Regions from separate parts of the Sus scrofa genome. Here region 2 is linked to region 1. A link is a contact called in public Hi-C data. All regions are on one chromosome and are shown on one strand. The core of a region is the stretch at or near the end of the contact, and the rest is flanking DNA. Distances in the headings are between cores, read along the strand shown.

Region 1 (7,647 bases), core at 3,086-5,585:
AAAGGGAAGGGGATGGGGCGGTTTCCGAAACTGCCCAGTGAAATTCTCCTGGGAGGAAAGCGGGCGCTTCCTCCTCCCGGGGGGCCGGGTCTCTGAGTACTTTGTACCCGCCCTGCTGGGGTCTGACAGGCCCTGGTGGCGTCTCCTTGAGCCTCGCTCTCCCCACCGGCACCATGGAGGAGACTTTCCAGTCATTTGCTCAGTCCCACCTCCTCCAGTTAACCCGAGGGGAACCAGCGGGCAGTGGAGCGAGGCCTCGCCAGGGGGCGCTGAAGGCCCGCGGGCCCCACAACCGCCGGCCCCTCCCCACCCCATACACTCAGGGCACCGCCCACGCCTCTCCCAATCAGCCCAGCACTAAGGCGCCCAGCTTGGAGCTGGCCAGACAGGAAGTCCCCCGATACCGCCTGCTTTAACATCCCCGGCTACAGAGAGGAAACCCAGGTTCACAGACAAGCAGCTTCCGCAGGTCACCCAGCTAGTGAGTGTCAGAGTTCCATCTCAAAGCCGGGACGAAGGCGGAGGGCGTCCGGATATGTGCTGGAGGGGCACGTGGCATTTCGTGTCCCCAGGTACCCCCATCCCGCGCAGTCCCCTCCCAGTTCTCAGGAATGTGCAGCACCCAAGGCTGGGAACCCGTCCTGGGGTCTCCAAATCAGTCAGACGCTGGGACGAGGGTTAACTTGCCCTTATAAGGCTCGGCCCTGCGGGGAGGAGCCCAGCTCGGGACTCCCCCGTTCCTGCCACGAGGCCAGCGCGCGGGGCGGGACTCTCAGCAGTTCTGGGGCGCAGTAATGGCGGGCGCCTGGCGGTGGAGGACCCGAATGGAATGGAAGAGACCTCGAGGGGCTTCGGGGTCCCGAGACGAGGTGCGAGGTCTCTCTAGTCCTTGCCCAGGCAGGGGGCCGGACGTGGGTGGACTACAGCCAAGGCCTCCGCGTCTCTGAAACCCTTTTCTAGCGCTCAAACTCGCATGGGGTGGGGGGTGGCGGCTCGAGAACCCTGAGACTCAGAGTAGACCTCTAGGGAAGGGCATGCGCGGAGACTTGGCTTTCTCTCTGCTACCCACATTAGGATTCTAACTTCGTAATGGGAGATTGAGCCCATGTGGTGGGAACCTTTGGAAACCCAACTCATCTCCTTCAGGCTGCACACAGCCGCCTCTGGCAGTGGCAGACACCTGGAGTCTACGGTGCTGTCCGAAGACCCAGAGACCGAGTGTCCTGGGTAGACGATGCCAGTGTCTGGGAGCTGTACAGTGGCTGGGCTGAGCTGGCTGGCTCTGGCTCCTGCCTCCAGAGGAGTGGTATGGGGGTGGGGTGTGTCATTTGCTTTCTCCGAGGGAAGGTAAATCTTTAATTTTCCCCCTGGACAAGGGTCAGGGGCTGGGGGGGTGGGGCTCTGGTCCCTCCTCCAGTTCAGGTGTTTCCTTCCTTGGCTGGTGGGAACATGCCTGCCCTGCTATGCTGCCGCACAGCCACTCTGCATGGGGCCGGGAGTAGGGGTGGGGGGAGTGGGGGTGTCAAGAAGAAGCTGGGGAAAGGGGATAGAGTGGGCCCATCCTTATTCGACCCCAAGATCTGGGTCCATACGTCATTTCATCCCCATGCCGAATATAGGACCTAGATATATTCACACATTCTCCCACCTCCCATGTTACAGGTAAAGAAACTCAGGCTCTGAGTAGGAAAGTGACAGATTAGAAGTCACAGAGTTCATAAGGGCCCCCCAAACCAGTCTCTGTGGGATCTTCTGGCCCTGACTTATCCAGTCTCTTGGTCCCCCGTGACCCCATTTGTTTGGATCCTGGCACACCCTTTTCCTAGCTGGGTGCCCCAGATGATTTCACCTCTCTGAGCCACAGTGTCCTCCTGACTCTTGGAGCTGCTGTGACCATTCTGTGAGATGGTGTGCTTAGTGCCCAGCCAGCTCCCTACTGTGCCCTGGCTTATTAATCATTGCTGCTACTGTTATCAGTGGGTCAGCCTCCAGGGGTGGGTACTGCCCAGACTATTGCATGGGAGAAGCAAATCCAGCCTCCTCACACCTGTAACTGCACATGGGTGAGTCCTCACCAGTTACTATTTAAACAGGTGGTGGCAGTGGGGGGCTGGGAGGGACAAGGCCTCAGCACCTGGCATGGACAGGCACATGCCATCAGGGCCCCTGCATCAGCCATGCGGAACATGTTCCCCTGAGCCCTCCTCCTGCCCCTTCCCCCATCACCTCCTCCTGTCAGCTGAGAGGTATCCTGGACAGGCCCTGTCTCTCTGGCCTGGCTTGCCTGTCCTCATATAGGGATGATGGGACGACTTACCAGCTTCCGCAGGGCTCCCTCATCCAGCCCAGCTAAGGTTTCGTCCGCCATCTTGGTGGCCCCTAGCTCCGTCCGTCCTCTCCTGGTGAGTTCCCCAGTGCTTGTGGCACCTGACACCAGCTCAGGGAATTCTGCAGGGGACAGACATGAATCAGGCCTGCTGGGGCCTCTAGAAACTACAGGGACTTGGGCTCTGTGCCTCAGTTTCTCCCTCTAACCCCTGATCATCCATTAGTGTCCAATCCTTGTTATCTGTGATGTGGCGCCTGGTGGGTGGTGCCCTCTGCCCTAAGGTAATGTGCTGAAAACTCAACATACCAAGAGTAAGGATCTCTGGTTCCGGCCCAGCCAACTCCACTGCTAGCCTGCTGTGTGGCCTTAAGCTTGGCCCTTGCCATGTCTAAACATCAAAGAGGGAGGGTAGGGACCTGGATTGTGAAGCCAGGGCCCAACAAGGACTACCCAAGCTGTCCTTATCACCAGGGGGGTGCCTGCCAGTCTCCACAGCTTCCTACCCCAGCCACCCATCCCCAGGGCCTGCTCAGCCTCTACTCACCTCAAAAGCTCTGCCTCTGGCTATAGGCTAAGCCTTTCTGAGCCCTTGCAGCCTTTGCCACTCTCATTCCCTCTGGTAACTTAAGCCATTGGTGGTAACACTCAGTCTTCCAATTCTTGAGGACGGCCCTCTGTGCACATCCCCTTCCACTCCTCCCCTTCCTGCCCTCCTCCTGATGCCAACTGCCCTGACCTCATGAAGCCAGGTGTCCAGGAACCTAGCTCCTGCCAGTTCACACACTTAGGATTCAGTTCCCCGGCTGGAAGAGCCTTCAGAAACTGATCCGTCCAGCTCCTGGATGAGGCAAACAGGACTGGAGAGGGCCAGAGAATTGTCATGGGGGAAGGAGGATCCCAAAAACCCAGAGGAGAGGGAATGGATTTAATCTTGGTCACCTCTAGCTTCTGAAGTCCTCTTCCAAAGTACCTTCAGGGGCTCCGGACACTCCCTTTTGCCCTACCACTGCCTATCAAAACGGCCCCCTAAATCCTGGCCCACCCTCCCACTGCAGCACTTTCCTTCCTCCCGCAGCGCTAATGTCTTTCTGGAATTTGAGAGCTCATAGCCTGACACACATGGTAGGTGCTCAGTTAATGTATGGTGACTGAAATGGCCCCAGGATTGCCCCTGTTCCTGTTGATTCATCCCTCAGTCATCTCTTCCCCCTCCCCAGAACAGTCACAGTCACTGGTCGAGTCACTTCATCCGGTGAACGGGTTTGGGGGGTCCTGGTACACACAGTTGGGGTTCATCAGACCCTACCTGTTCAAGTCACTGCTTGCTTTTCCCATCCCTGTGGGCTAGGACAGGTGGCAGCCTCCCTCTGCTGGGGTCCTTAACTCTTCTCTACCTACTCTGGTGTAAACTCCCAAGAGCGTCACTCTGCAATCACCTGGCTTAGGTTCTGTGGACACTTTGAGTTCCCTTAAGTCTTCTGAGGGGCAGGGGTCCCTAATGCATAATCTAGGACTCCCAAGGAAGTCCCTTCCTCGCCAGGGATTCCTGTCGCTGTTCCTTTCCAGTTCCAGGGCTCCCTGTCCCAGTATGGGGTTCCCGAAGATTGTGAGGAGACTTGGGGGAATGTGGGCGCTTCCCCAGGGTTTCTGGCCCCAAGACTTGCACCCCTCGGGGTCGTGGAGCCTTCTGGTGGCCCATGGACGTCCTTCCCCGCGGTCTCAGAACCTTATTCCATGGCTTAGAGACCCCGTGTGTAAGCGGGGTCTCCCAGGTCTGGGAGTCCCAGAACCCCGGGAATCCACATATCCAGGTTCCACCCCCGGACCTGGCGGGGGTCTTGGTCCTGCCCGAAGGTCCGTACACTCACCTCTCAGCCCGGCCCGCCCGTCCGGCGCGGGCTCAGGTTAGGTCTTTTGGTATCCAACAGATGGACTAGGAGCGGTCAGGCGGAAGGCGCCGCGACCGGGATCCCAGACCCGCTCAGCAACCGTCCCTGGGATTCTGCAAGCGCCGCCCGTCCAGCCGCGCCAGCAGCCCTGCCGGCCCCGCCCCGCGCCGCAGCGCTAGCCAATCATCGGGAGGGTCCCGCCCACCCTCTTGCCCCATTGGAAAGATTCAATTTTGACGGTCACGCCCCTAGTGAGGGCCCGCCCCTCGAGGGCCTGAGTTATAGAGGATTGCTGTCTTGGGGACACTGCTAGCGCGGTTTTGGCGGGTCCGGTGGGCGTCGGCAGGAGGACGCAGCTTTGAACCAAAGTCGGGGAGGGCACCCAAAGCCGGGTTAAGTGGTCTGGGATCGTACTATTTGCGGAGCCTTCAGGACAGCCTCTCTCCGCCCTCCTCTTTGTTCGTGAGACCCCGTCCACTCCCTTGACTCCGCCTCCTCCTCGCGTCAGTGCAGGGCTTGGCCGCAGTCCCTAGACTGTTTTCTTTTGGAACACCTGGTCGGGACCCTCTCAGATCAGGGACTTGACCCTTCTTTGGAGCACCTCAGGGACCACCTCAAGTGGAGCAGGATCAACCACACAACACCCCTTCCCCAGACCATACAATATGAGCAGACATTGACCTCAACTACATTGCTGCTTCTCCCCTCCAAGACCCTTGGGGTTGGCCCCTTGCCTCGCTGGAGTTTTACATAGGTAATATTGAGTCCAGAATCTCATTCAACAAATGGAGGAAATTGAGGCCGAGAGAGCAGCATGCCAAAGACAGCACAAGCAGTCAGCCAGGGGACCCAAGAGCTCAGATCCACTGGGGAAACCACTTCATTCTCCGTGCTAGAGGTCAGGGCACGTCCCACAGGTGTCCATGGAAACCAAAGGGAGTTGGAACCTGGGAGTCCTGTCTATCAAATAATAACAGTAATAGTATCAACTAATTTATTTCATACTTGCCATGTTCCAGGTGTGTACACACACATATATGGATTATCAACTGTCCCGTTTAACAGTTAAGGACAACAACTAATAGGTTGTGGAACTGTGACTTATACCAGCACCTTTCATTTTAGAATCTGTGCTTTTAACCTTTATGATGTGGGATTGTGGAGGAAGTCGTTTCAGGATGTTGCCCCAGCAGAGCCCCTCAACCCTGTGTCCAGATTCTCTGTGATCACTCACCACCTCACCTCACCACCATCCAGGGGGAGGGCCAGTATCCACCCTGAGACTCTTTTAAGGGTGATATCTTATTTCATCCCTGCGTCCTGGAGGTAGTCCTGTTTTACACATGAGAAAACCATGGTGAAGCAAGGGAAGAGACTTCTTAAGGTCACACAGGAGGAAGAGCAAACAGAGCCCAATTTAGGAGCTGTAGTTCAAGGTCCCCTTCCTCTGGGCAGACCCCATCTGGGCCCTCTCTACTTGACCTAGATACCATCCTATTCTCCAGAAGGAGAGTCAGTGCCTTCCAAAGCCAGCTTGGTCCTGTTCAAACCTAGCGGGCCATCTGAATGGCCCCTTGGGGCTGGGCACACTTAGGCCACCTGAGTGGCAGCTGATGGCTCCAATGAATGGCCTGCTTTGGCTAGCTCTGCACTCCCTCCCACCCCCATACAGCTGGAGGGGAACTGCGCAGGACTCTGCTTGGGACTAGCACATACTGGTTCTTGGTGGTACTGAAGATAAGCATGGGTCCCGTCCCTCTGTCAAGCCCTCAGGGCTGGGGTCCTACTCCATACCTTTTGGCCTTCCCCTCCTATCTGAAAGGGGCAGGGTGGGATGGTGGTGAAACAAAGATCAAAGGTGCCGGAGAAGCTTGCAGCCACATCACAGGAAGGAACAAACATCCTGTGAGGACAGTCCTGGTGTTTACTGAGCACCTGTTGCAAGTCCGACTCGGGGTTTGCCCCATTGCAGATTGACACTGTGAAAGATAAGTATCACCCAGATTCTCCAGAGGAGGAAGCTGAGGCTCAGGGAGGTGAAGGCACCTGGGCTGGTAATGGCATTAAAACGTGAGTGGAATTTTGCCCCATGCCAAAGCCCCTTTCCTCCACCTTGCTGCTTCTAGGATGGAGGGAATCCTGGAAGACTTCTTAGAGGAAGTGATAAGCAAACTGGTCCTTGAGGAAGGGTGCAAAGAAAGCCATCCCACAGAGAAGAGGGGGAAAGACATGAAAGGGTTTTTGTGGCAGAGGAACAGTGTGAGTAAAGGCTGGGAGGTTTGTAAGTGGGCAAAGGAGAGGAGATGGGCTATGGATGGAACAGGAAGTGGGGATGGAAGTCCTCCCATCTGTGAAACTCCCTGAATACCAAATGAACAGAGTGAGCATGTCTTATGGGCACTGAGGAGGCCTGGGCCTCAGTCTGTCCATCTATAAAATGAGGGGCTCGGAGTTCTTCACTTCAGGCCCTCCCAAGGCAAGGGGCTATAATAGAAAGGTCTAGATTTCTCCAGGTCCAACTCTGGACTGGCAGAGTGGGGAGTGGCTGTAGCAGCTCAGGGGCCAAGGGTAATATTTTGCTCCAGTCTCTGAGTCTGGGAATAAATACTTTACCAAGCTGGCAGTGCCAGATCCCTGAACCTTCCTGGCTTCCCCTCCTCCCAGCTGGGGTTCTGCAGAGAAAGCCCAGGCTTGGGGTCAGAAGGAAAGAGGAGTGATAGGTCTCAGGGCTAGCTCCCACCCAGGCAAAGTTGGTTCCCTTGGAGCCTCGGTTTCCTCAGCTGCACTGTGGGGAAGTTGTGGCCTGAGCTTTCTAAGCCATCTCCCCCTAGACTAGACAACATAAAATTCCAAGACTTTCAGGGAGACCCCACTTTGGGATGTGTTCACAAGTAGCTGTGAGGCCAGCCAAGGCCAAGACCTTGGGCCTATGAAGGAGTCTAGAGATTGCTGGGCACTGGGAGGGATGCAGGGGTTAGACCTGGGTTGGAGTTGGGCCTGCTGTTAGGGCTCATAGCCTAGTGAGAGTCGGGGAGAGAAGGTTGTAGAGAAGGTTGTTTAGCATGTGGAAGGAGTGGGGAAAGGCCACCTGGAGAAGGTACAGCATGGGAACAAAGGCAGGCAGGTAGGACTGAGGACTTTGTTGGGAAAAAGTGAGCAGGCAGGTGAGGCTGGAGCATGTGGACACTGGAGGAGAACTGATCCTTGCTGGACTTGGCTGGATCTGAGGCTGTCACCCTCTTTCTCATGGGCGGAACTGGAGGCCCCCAAGGTCATGGCCAGCAGCCCCAGGAGTGGAGCCTGGGACCTGTTTGGCAAACCAGTTTGGCAAGGCTCTCTCCTCCACAATGTTATCCAGCTGCTGTGTTCTCTGAAAAACAGTGCCAGATAAACTTCCGGTCTTGAGGAGGAGGCCTGGCCCTAGGCACT
Region 2 (7,647 bases), core at 2,852-5,351, 110 kb after region 1:
GTGCTCAAGATGGAAGGTGACGTGTTGAAGGTGTTGCTAGATTGTTATTCATCATGTCCTGGGATGAACCAGCAGGCTGGGGTGAGACTAACCTGGGGCTGATGCTCGGTGGTGAGAGAGCCCTGAATGGTGGGTACATGTGGTCAAGAATGTGGTAAGCAAAGACTGAGGCCAATGGAAGAGCAGGAGGAGGAGGGGAGGAGAGGGAGCAAGGGTTGTGGGACCTGGGAGGCCTTTAGGTCAGTTTTACCACGTTCAGAGGGTGGATTTGCTCCCTTTCCAGATGAGTTTTTGAATCCCTGGGAGAATAACCCATTTCTGCTTCCCTTTCAGGGGCTCAATGCGCATTGGGAAGGATTTTATCCTTTTCACCAAGAAGGAAGACACTATGACCTGCCTCTTCTTGTCTCGAACCTTTCATGAGGAGGAAGGCATTGATGAAGTAGGTCCTATCCTTGTGCTCACTTCCTGGTTGTGCCAGGTCCTTTTCATAGGTCATTTGTATGCTTGGAAAATCCAATAATGGGGTTGCAGGACTGCAGCCATGCTACCTGTTGCAGTATTAGCTGTAGGTTGGAGGAATTGGTTGAGGGGTTAAGGCAGGCATCTTAATGTGAGAGGAGGTAAAATCTCACAGCTTCAGAGAATTGCTGTCCTGGTTGTGAGAGTGAGGCTATCAAGTGGCAGGAGCCAAGGTTGGATTTGTAGCTCTCCTGGATCTGCAGCTTGAATTCAGTCGGGGAGTCGATGGAGGGCTATTCTATCAGGGGGAGTATTGGGGGCTTCCCTGACTTTGGGGGGAGACGCATCTGGTGATAATAATAGGAACAGCACTATCTTTCCCATATGATGGTGATTTTGTGGAACATGCCGGGAGCATGTTTTGCTGTTGGAGTCTGATACCTACAAGGCCTGGGCAGGTAGTAAAGTAGGTGGAAAAACCCATGTAAATTCTTCACCAAGCGGCAGCCCCAACTAACCATTATTATTCTGGAAGGACAGCCTAATGACTCTAGAATATTTTGATTTTGAAACCTTTATTAATTATGTGAGCTAAACACATACGCAACTGATTGATTCTCTTTGGGCCTGGTGGCTCATATCTACAGAGCTGGTCTGGTGAGGTCTGTGCCTCCTCATGGGGGATCAGGGAAGGCCTTGGTCTGCCCAGCCTCAGAGAGGACTCTTAGCTCCTTTCATGTGAGTGAAATGGAGGCCAGAGCTTGCGAGAGAGGTTGAGAGGATCTGCAGGAAGAAATCACAGCTGTCTTGTTAAATGGGTGAAGTGGGGTTAAAGTTTCAATCTAATTCGTCTGCGTTGTTTGGCTGCAATTAAATTGGTACTGGCCTGGAGTTCTCATTGTGGTTCAGCAGGTTAAAAACATGACTAGTATCAGAGGTTGCAGGTTCAATCCCTGGCCTCGCTCAGTGGGTTGAGGATCCAGTGTTGCTGCACGCTATGGCATAGGTTGCAGATGTAGCTCAGATCCAGTTTTTCTATAACTGTAGTGTAGGCTGAAGCTGCAAGCTCTGATTCACCCTAGCTTGGGAACTTCCTATATGCCTCAGGTGTGACTGTAAAAAGAAAAAAGAAAGAAAAGAAAAGTAAACTGGTGCTGGCCTTGTTTAGATGTGCATTCTTAGCAGATCAGTTCATGTTGGGAATGAAAACCTTTCTTTCTGCCGTCTTTACTTGGTAAGCAGGTGGATTTGCTTGCCTTTTTGGTAGAGTGAGAGAAGTGCTCCAGCCAGACGGTCTCCCGGGAAAGGGGGCAGGAAGATTTAGTCCCTGCCTGGGTTTTCAGAAATGTTTCCTGATGGACCTAGGGTAGTGAGAGGAGGGGTGGACATTATTAGAAATGGCCATGAGAGCTGGTGGGGGCTGTGGGGAAGGACTTGGGCACAGGGGCAACCTGATGAGAGGTGGTGTCCTCTGTAGATCAGGAAAGGCAGGTCAGGTCAGGCTTGGGCTCAGGGCTGCGGGGGTGGGGGGGTGGTGGTGAGGGATTTTATTGAAAGCAGCTACTAAAGAGATTAAACAAGGGTGTGGCATTATCAGATTCTCTTTGAAAAAGATCAGTTTGGTTCTTGTGCAGTGGTTGGATTGGAAAGGTTGGGTGGGGGATGTATGCTGTGTGTGGCCTGGCCTGATGTGCAGCTGGGAGTGAGAGGAACAGGAGTGGCCTTCACCTCTTGGGACCACAGGTTTGGTGTTTAGTCAGTGAAGAGGGGAAGGGAGGGGTCTTAGATGACTGAGGTTTTGGGATGGCAGGTGGGGTAAGCAGCCCATCTGGACCTGGGGAGAATGGAAAAGGGGCTAGTTTGGAGGGGAAGTATGTAACTTTGGCCCTGAAAACATAAAGTTAAGGCTGGGTCTGGAGCTGGGGGAAGGCTTGGGGACCTGGGGGTTCTTTGTAGCAAATGGACTCTCCTAAAAGAGCATGTGGGGTGAGAAAGGGTCCTAGGGTTTTGGGTGCCCACATGTAAAGGCTGGCGAGGTGGGGAAGCACCAAAGGAGGTGGCCTGGCCAGAAGGGTGGGAGGTAAACAAGGGGAGCAGTAACAATGAAAGTAAAGAAGTGCCCCCTGGCGGGGTGCTGCCAGATGAAATGCATGCCCACAGGTTGAAGTGGTGCCATTGTCACCTGGAACTGCTATGGAGAACAGGAGGTGTAGCGTGAGGCACACATTTATAGAACACAAATGGAACTCAATTCCCCTGGTGAAAAAGCTAGGTTGAAATTTTTTCCTTACTTGGTGCTAGAAGGTCACTGTTTTGGATTGTACTCTAGTGTGAACCCAGCCAAGATTTCAAAATAAGATCATTTTCTGCTGGATAGGAATGTATCCAAACTAACCCCAGGGCCAAATACTATAGGCACAAAGCTTCTTAGAAACCAGGGAAGTGTCTCAGAATGCTTGGAGCGTTTATCACTCCAGCACCTGTTAAAATAGAGTCTCCTTTTCCTTAGGGTGGGCTGCCTGTTGTGAAACCTCTGAGGTGCCTGGGCTGGTTTGCTCTGCAGAGGGACTCCCAGGCCACGAGTGGGGGAGGGGAGGGGTGCAAGTGGGGCCTCTGAGGAAGTGGCCTTTAAGGTGGGGTTTTTGAAGAATGGGTAGGATTTTTTAAAAGTTTACTTAGACATAAGATTAAATTTCATATATATGGGAGAGGATATTATAATCTGTACAGTTGAGCGAATATAAAGCAAACATCCATGTAGCCACTAGTTGTATTCCTCGCTGCACCTCCGAGGGAACCTCCTTGATGATGACCGTTTCCTTGTTTTTCTTTATATTTGTGTGATTCGTGTATGCGTTCTTGAGTAGTTTAGTTTTGCCTACTTAAGAATTTTATGTAAATGGACTCATGTGTGGGCTTTTTTTTTTTTGTCTTTTTGCCTTTTCTTGAGCCGCTCCCACGGCATATGGAGGTTCCCAGGCTAGGGGTTGAATCAGAACTGTAGCCACCGGCCTACGCCAGAGCCACAGTAACGGGGGATCCGAGCCTCGTCTGCAACCTACACCACAGCTCACGGCAACGCTGGATTCTTAACCCACTGAGCAAGGGCAGGGATCGAACCTGCAACCTCATGGTTCCTAGTTGGATTCGTTAACCACTGCGCCACGACGGGAACTCCGGATTTTATTTTTTAATTTTTAATTTTTTTTTTAATTTATTTTCTTCTCGGGGGTGGGGGTGGGCGCCCACCCGAGGTATGGAGGTTCCCAGGCCAGGGGTCGAATCAGAGCTGAGCTGCTAGCCTGTGCCACAGTCACAGCAACACCAGGTCTGAGCCCATCAGCGACCTACATCACAGTTCACGGCAATGCCAGATCCTTACCCACTGAGCAAAGTCTGATATCAAACCTATGTCCTCACTGATGCTAGTCACATTTATTTCCACTGAGCCACAACAGGAAATCTTGAGGGATTTTTTTTTTTTAAATCTGGCTGCTTTCATGAAATATTGTGAGAGTCATTTGTGTGGATGCTAATGGCTCTTATTTTGTTCATTTTCATCACTGCACAGTGTTGCATTGTAATACCTACACTAATAGTTTAATTTTTCCACTCTGTCATGGGTATTTGTATTCTTACATGTTTGTCGGTAAGTATGTGCAAGTTTCTCCTGGAATATATACTTGGGAGTGGAATAGCTGAGTCATAAGTTATGTTCGTGTGTGTCTTCAGATTCACTAGATAATTGCAAATATATTTTCCTTAGTGGGAGAGTAGAATTATTACCAAATTGGGAAAATGACCAGGGGCATCCCAAGCAGGAAACTGCTCATGCAGAGATTTCCAGGCCAAAACCTAGCATACTTCAGAGGACCTAGCCATCTGAGGTTGACTCTTGGGAAGGGGTGGAAGCCATAGAGCCTCTGGGGCAGTGTGGAGCCACTGTGGGGAGGGACAGGATGGATGCACATTTTGGGGAAGGCTGTTCTGGGGCCTCCTTCAAAGCATCTGCCTGTGCTTCCTCCAAAGGTGATAGTCCCATTGCCTACCTGGAATGCTCGGACCCGGGAACCTGTCACAGACAACGTGGAGAAGTTTGCCATTGAGACAGAACTCATCTACAAGTACTCTCCCTTCCGCAATGAAGAGGAAGTGATGGCTCAGTTCATGAAGATTCCTGGGGACAGCGGTAAGGAGGCTTTTTATCCCGCAGACCTAGAATCTGGGCACTCCAGAGCCATGAATGGTATGGGGATTGGCTGGGGGTACCTGGAAGAACGAAAGCATGATTTTTGTTTGATGTTTTAGGAACGCTGGTCATCATCTTCAACCTCAAACTCATGGATAACGGAGAGCCAGAGCTAGACATAATCTCAAATCCAAGAGATATCCAGATGGCAGAGACCTCCCCGGAGGGCACGTGAGTGTAGCTGGGAGCGGAGAAAAGGGAGGTGACTTGAGGGACAGAGGGGCAAGCTGGTTCCCTGAATTCCTCAGTTGGTGAAGCTGAGAACCCCACTCTTCGTGCCACAAAGCAGAAGGGATGAATGGAAGGATAGCAGGTCCTCAGCTAATCCAGATGGAAAGACTCATGAGCCCTTGCCTCAGCCCCTTAAGTAAACAGAGGAGGAGAGTGAGGCCTGGAGCCAGAGGAGGGATTCTCAGGTCTGGTGGGGCAGCTGTGGGACCAGGTCTGGTGTCTTTACCGGGGACATGAGGAGGTAGGGTATGGTGCCCACACAGAGGAAGCACCCCTCAGGGCAGCAAGGGAAGCCAAGGTGGGAGATGGAAAGGTGGAGGGCCTGCAGAGAGGCGGTCCAACTGGACCCTTGGTTGGGCCAGTGGTGGGGCGGGCCACAGCACCTCTCCCCGCCGCCCCAGGAAGCCAGAGCGCCGCTCCTTCCGTGCCTATGCTGCCGTGCTCTACATTGATCCCCGGATGAGGATCTTCATCCACGGGCACAAGGTCCAGACCAAGAGGCTCTCCTGCTGCTTGTACAAGCCCAGGTAGGCCTTCTGTTTCCCTTGGGCCAAGCAAGGATAGGCCCTGGCTGCTTGTCTCGGGGGCAGAGTTGGAGTGATGACAGATAAGAGTCTCCAACAATGTTGACTGCTTTTGCACCTTTAAGTTGTTTGTGATTTACTATGGACAAACTAGTGGGTCTGCGGGAGGGATGGAGGTGGCTGATGGCTATGGAGGTTGGCTGCTGAGGCTTGTTCAGTTTGCCTCCTGTGAGATGGAGGGTCCCAGCCTGGCACAGTGAGCTGTCTGAGTCTCTCAGCTGCACGGCCAGGGGATCTTTAGACACCACCCAGGAAAGCAGGGGCACTGGCTGGTTGCTGAGGTTGGTTTCTACTGTGGGATCAATAACACACCGGGTGAGTAGTGAAGTTGCTTTTCAGAGGTGGAGCAGGAGGCAAGGGGCAAGTGGATTAGGGATTTGAGTCTTTTTGCTAAAGTAAGCTTGTCTTTGAGTCATCAAGAAGGGCCAGAACAGTTGCTACCATGCCTCCCTGCTGCTCAGGTTACTTCCCCCCACCCCAACCCCCAGGATGTACAAGTACACGTCAAGCCGGTTCAAGACACGTGCAGAGCAGGAGGTGAAGAAAGCTGAGCACGTGGCACGGATTGGTAATAATCCCCCTGGGCAGGAGGGCTTGGCGGGGGTGGGGGTGGGGGGGGTCATCTGGGGAACATCGCTTGTGGCAAAAGCAGGATCCAGGCCAGAGCTCCATCCAGCATGCAGGGGTATAGAAACTTCATATGGAAGTTTGATCCAATTCCCTTGCACCCCTCCCTCTGAGTTCCAGTCCCCTCAGCAGTTTTTCTCCCCAGACTCCTCCAGCCATTTATAGGCTCTTATCTAAAGCAAAGTCTGTCTCTCTGAAGACTCCCACACTGTCCTCTGGCACAAATACTTGTGAAATTGGTTTTCTTGACCCCAGGGCAAGAATCTCAAGGTCTCTCATGCTGACAAATCTTGGCTGCCTGAGGAGAATCTCTGGTTGCCTTAGGCAGTTTTTGATCTGTTCTGATTCATTTGTAAAGTTTGAACAGCCTGTCTGTTTTCCTTGGGGCTTTCCAAGCAGGGTGGCTGCTCTTCCAGCGTGCCCCCCCCCCCCCCTACTGAATACATGTCTTGCTCACTGGGGACTGTTCCCTGGGGTCCAGGAGGGATGACTGAGTTTTGCTCCTTTGAGTTTTTTTTTTTTTTTTTTTGCTTTTTAGGGCCACACCTGTGGCATATGAAGTTTCCTAGGCTAGGGTTCCAGTCGGAGCTATAGCTACCAGCCTACACCACAGCCTCAGCAATGTCAGGTTTGAGCCCCATCTGCGACCTACACCGCAGCTCAGGGCAACACTGGATCCTTAACCCACTGAGTGAGGCCAGGGATCGAACCCATAACCTCATGGTTCCTAGTTGGATTTGTTTCCCCTGCACCACAATGGGAACTCCCCCCTTTGAGTTCTTATCATGGTTTCTTCTGGGTTTCAGCTGAAGAGAAGGCGAGGGAGGCGGAGAGCAAAGCTCGGACGTTGGAAGTGCGCCTGGGTGGAGACCTCACACGGGACTCTAGGGTGAGGCCCCAGACCTGCAGCTCTTCTCTAGCACTGCTGGCCTGTCTTAGCCAGTCATGAACCTCTGGCCTTGAAGCTGAAAAGTAGGATGTGATGATGTTTCCATAATTACTGTTGAACACACCTTGTGGCAGAATTGTAGCTAACCCTTTCAGCACCCCAGCAGCCATATGAGATGGACACTGTTGGTATCCTCAGTTTATAGGAAGAAGTTGAAGAGTGTCACTAGCCACAGGTCACACACACAAGTAGCAAGGGTCAGGGCAGTTTTCCAACCCTTCCTGTATGATACGCACCTGTTGTTTCAGTTTGGGTGTTTTCTCCTTCATGTCAGTGAGTCTGGTCAAGTAAACCACAGCTTTTGAGTTTGTCCCCAGTGAGGGCCCTTTTCTCTGGAAGTCAATTTCCAGCTCTGATTTTGCATCCATGTGACTTAAAGTGAGATATTTTAAATGTATTGCCTGTGTTGTTATACCACTTGCTGTGGCCCAGAGTACCTTCTTACTAAGGACTGGTCTATGTTTCCAGGTGATGTTGCGACAGGTCCAGAACACAGCCATTACCCTGCGTAGAGAAGCTGACGTCAAGAAGCGCATCAAGGAGGC

Evidence for each region. A called contact is a pair of places that touch in the nucleus more often than the background predicts.
Region 2: a Hi-C map of embryonic fibroblasts shows a contact between it and region 1, with 2.5 times the contacts expected there. The contact joins the enhancer-like site here to the promoter of SMTN in region 1. A contact is called at or near these places in 12 of 47 Hi-C or Micro-C datasets (alveolar macrophages, brain, embryonic fibroblasts and 6 more) and 2 of 2 datasets of contacts at active chromatin or transcription factors (alveolar macrophages and skeletal muscle).

What each region holds. Positions count from the first base shown.
Region 1 is chr14:47,876,005-47,883,651 of Sscrofa11.1, reverse strand. SMTN (smoothelin) reads right to left here and starts at 4,335. Exons shown (of 23, transcript NM_001244360.1): 1 at 4,198-4,335; 2 at 2,318-2,448. The coding sequence starts at 2,368.
Region 2 is chr14:47,769,330-47,776,976 of Sscrofa11.1, reverse strand. MORC2 (MORC family CW-type zinc finger protein 2) reads left to right here. Exons shown (of 26, transcript XM_005670853.3): 6 at 334-442; 7 at 4,492-4,651; 8 at 4,771-4,882; 9 at 5,344-5,469; 10 at 6,015-6,094; 11 at 6,960-7,042; 12 at 7,571-7,647. Among named protein-coding and RNA genes, the nearest start is that of MORC2, 27 kb to the left of the region's middle. Within about 2 kb of position 4,101, at least 4 of the 83 cell types and tissues checked have an H3K27ac peak or open chromatin away from gene starts, as enhancers often do. A contact at or near this core is called in embryonic fibroblasts, where this site is marked.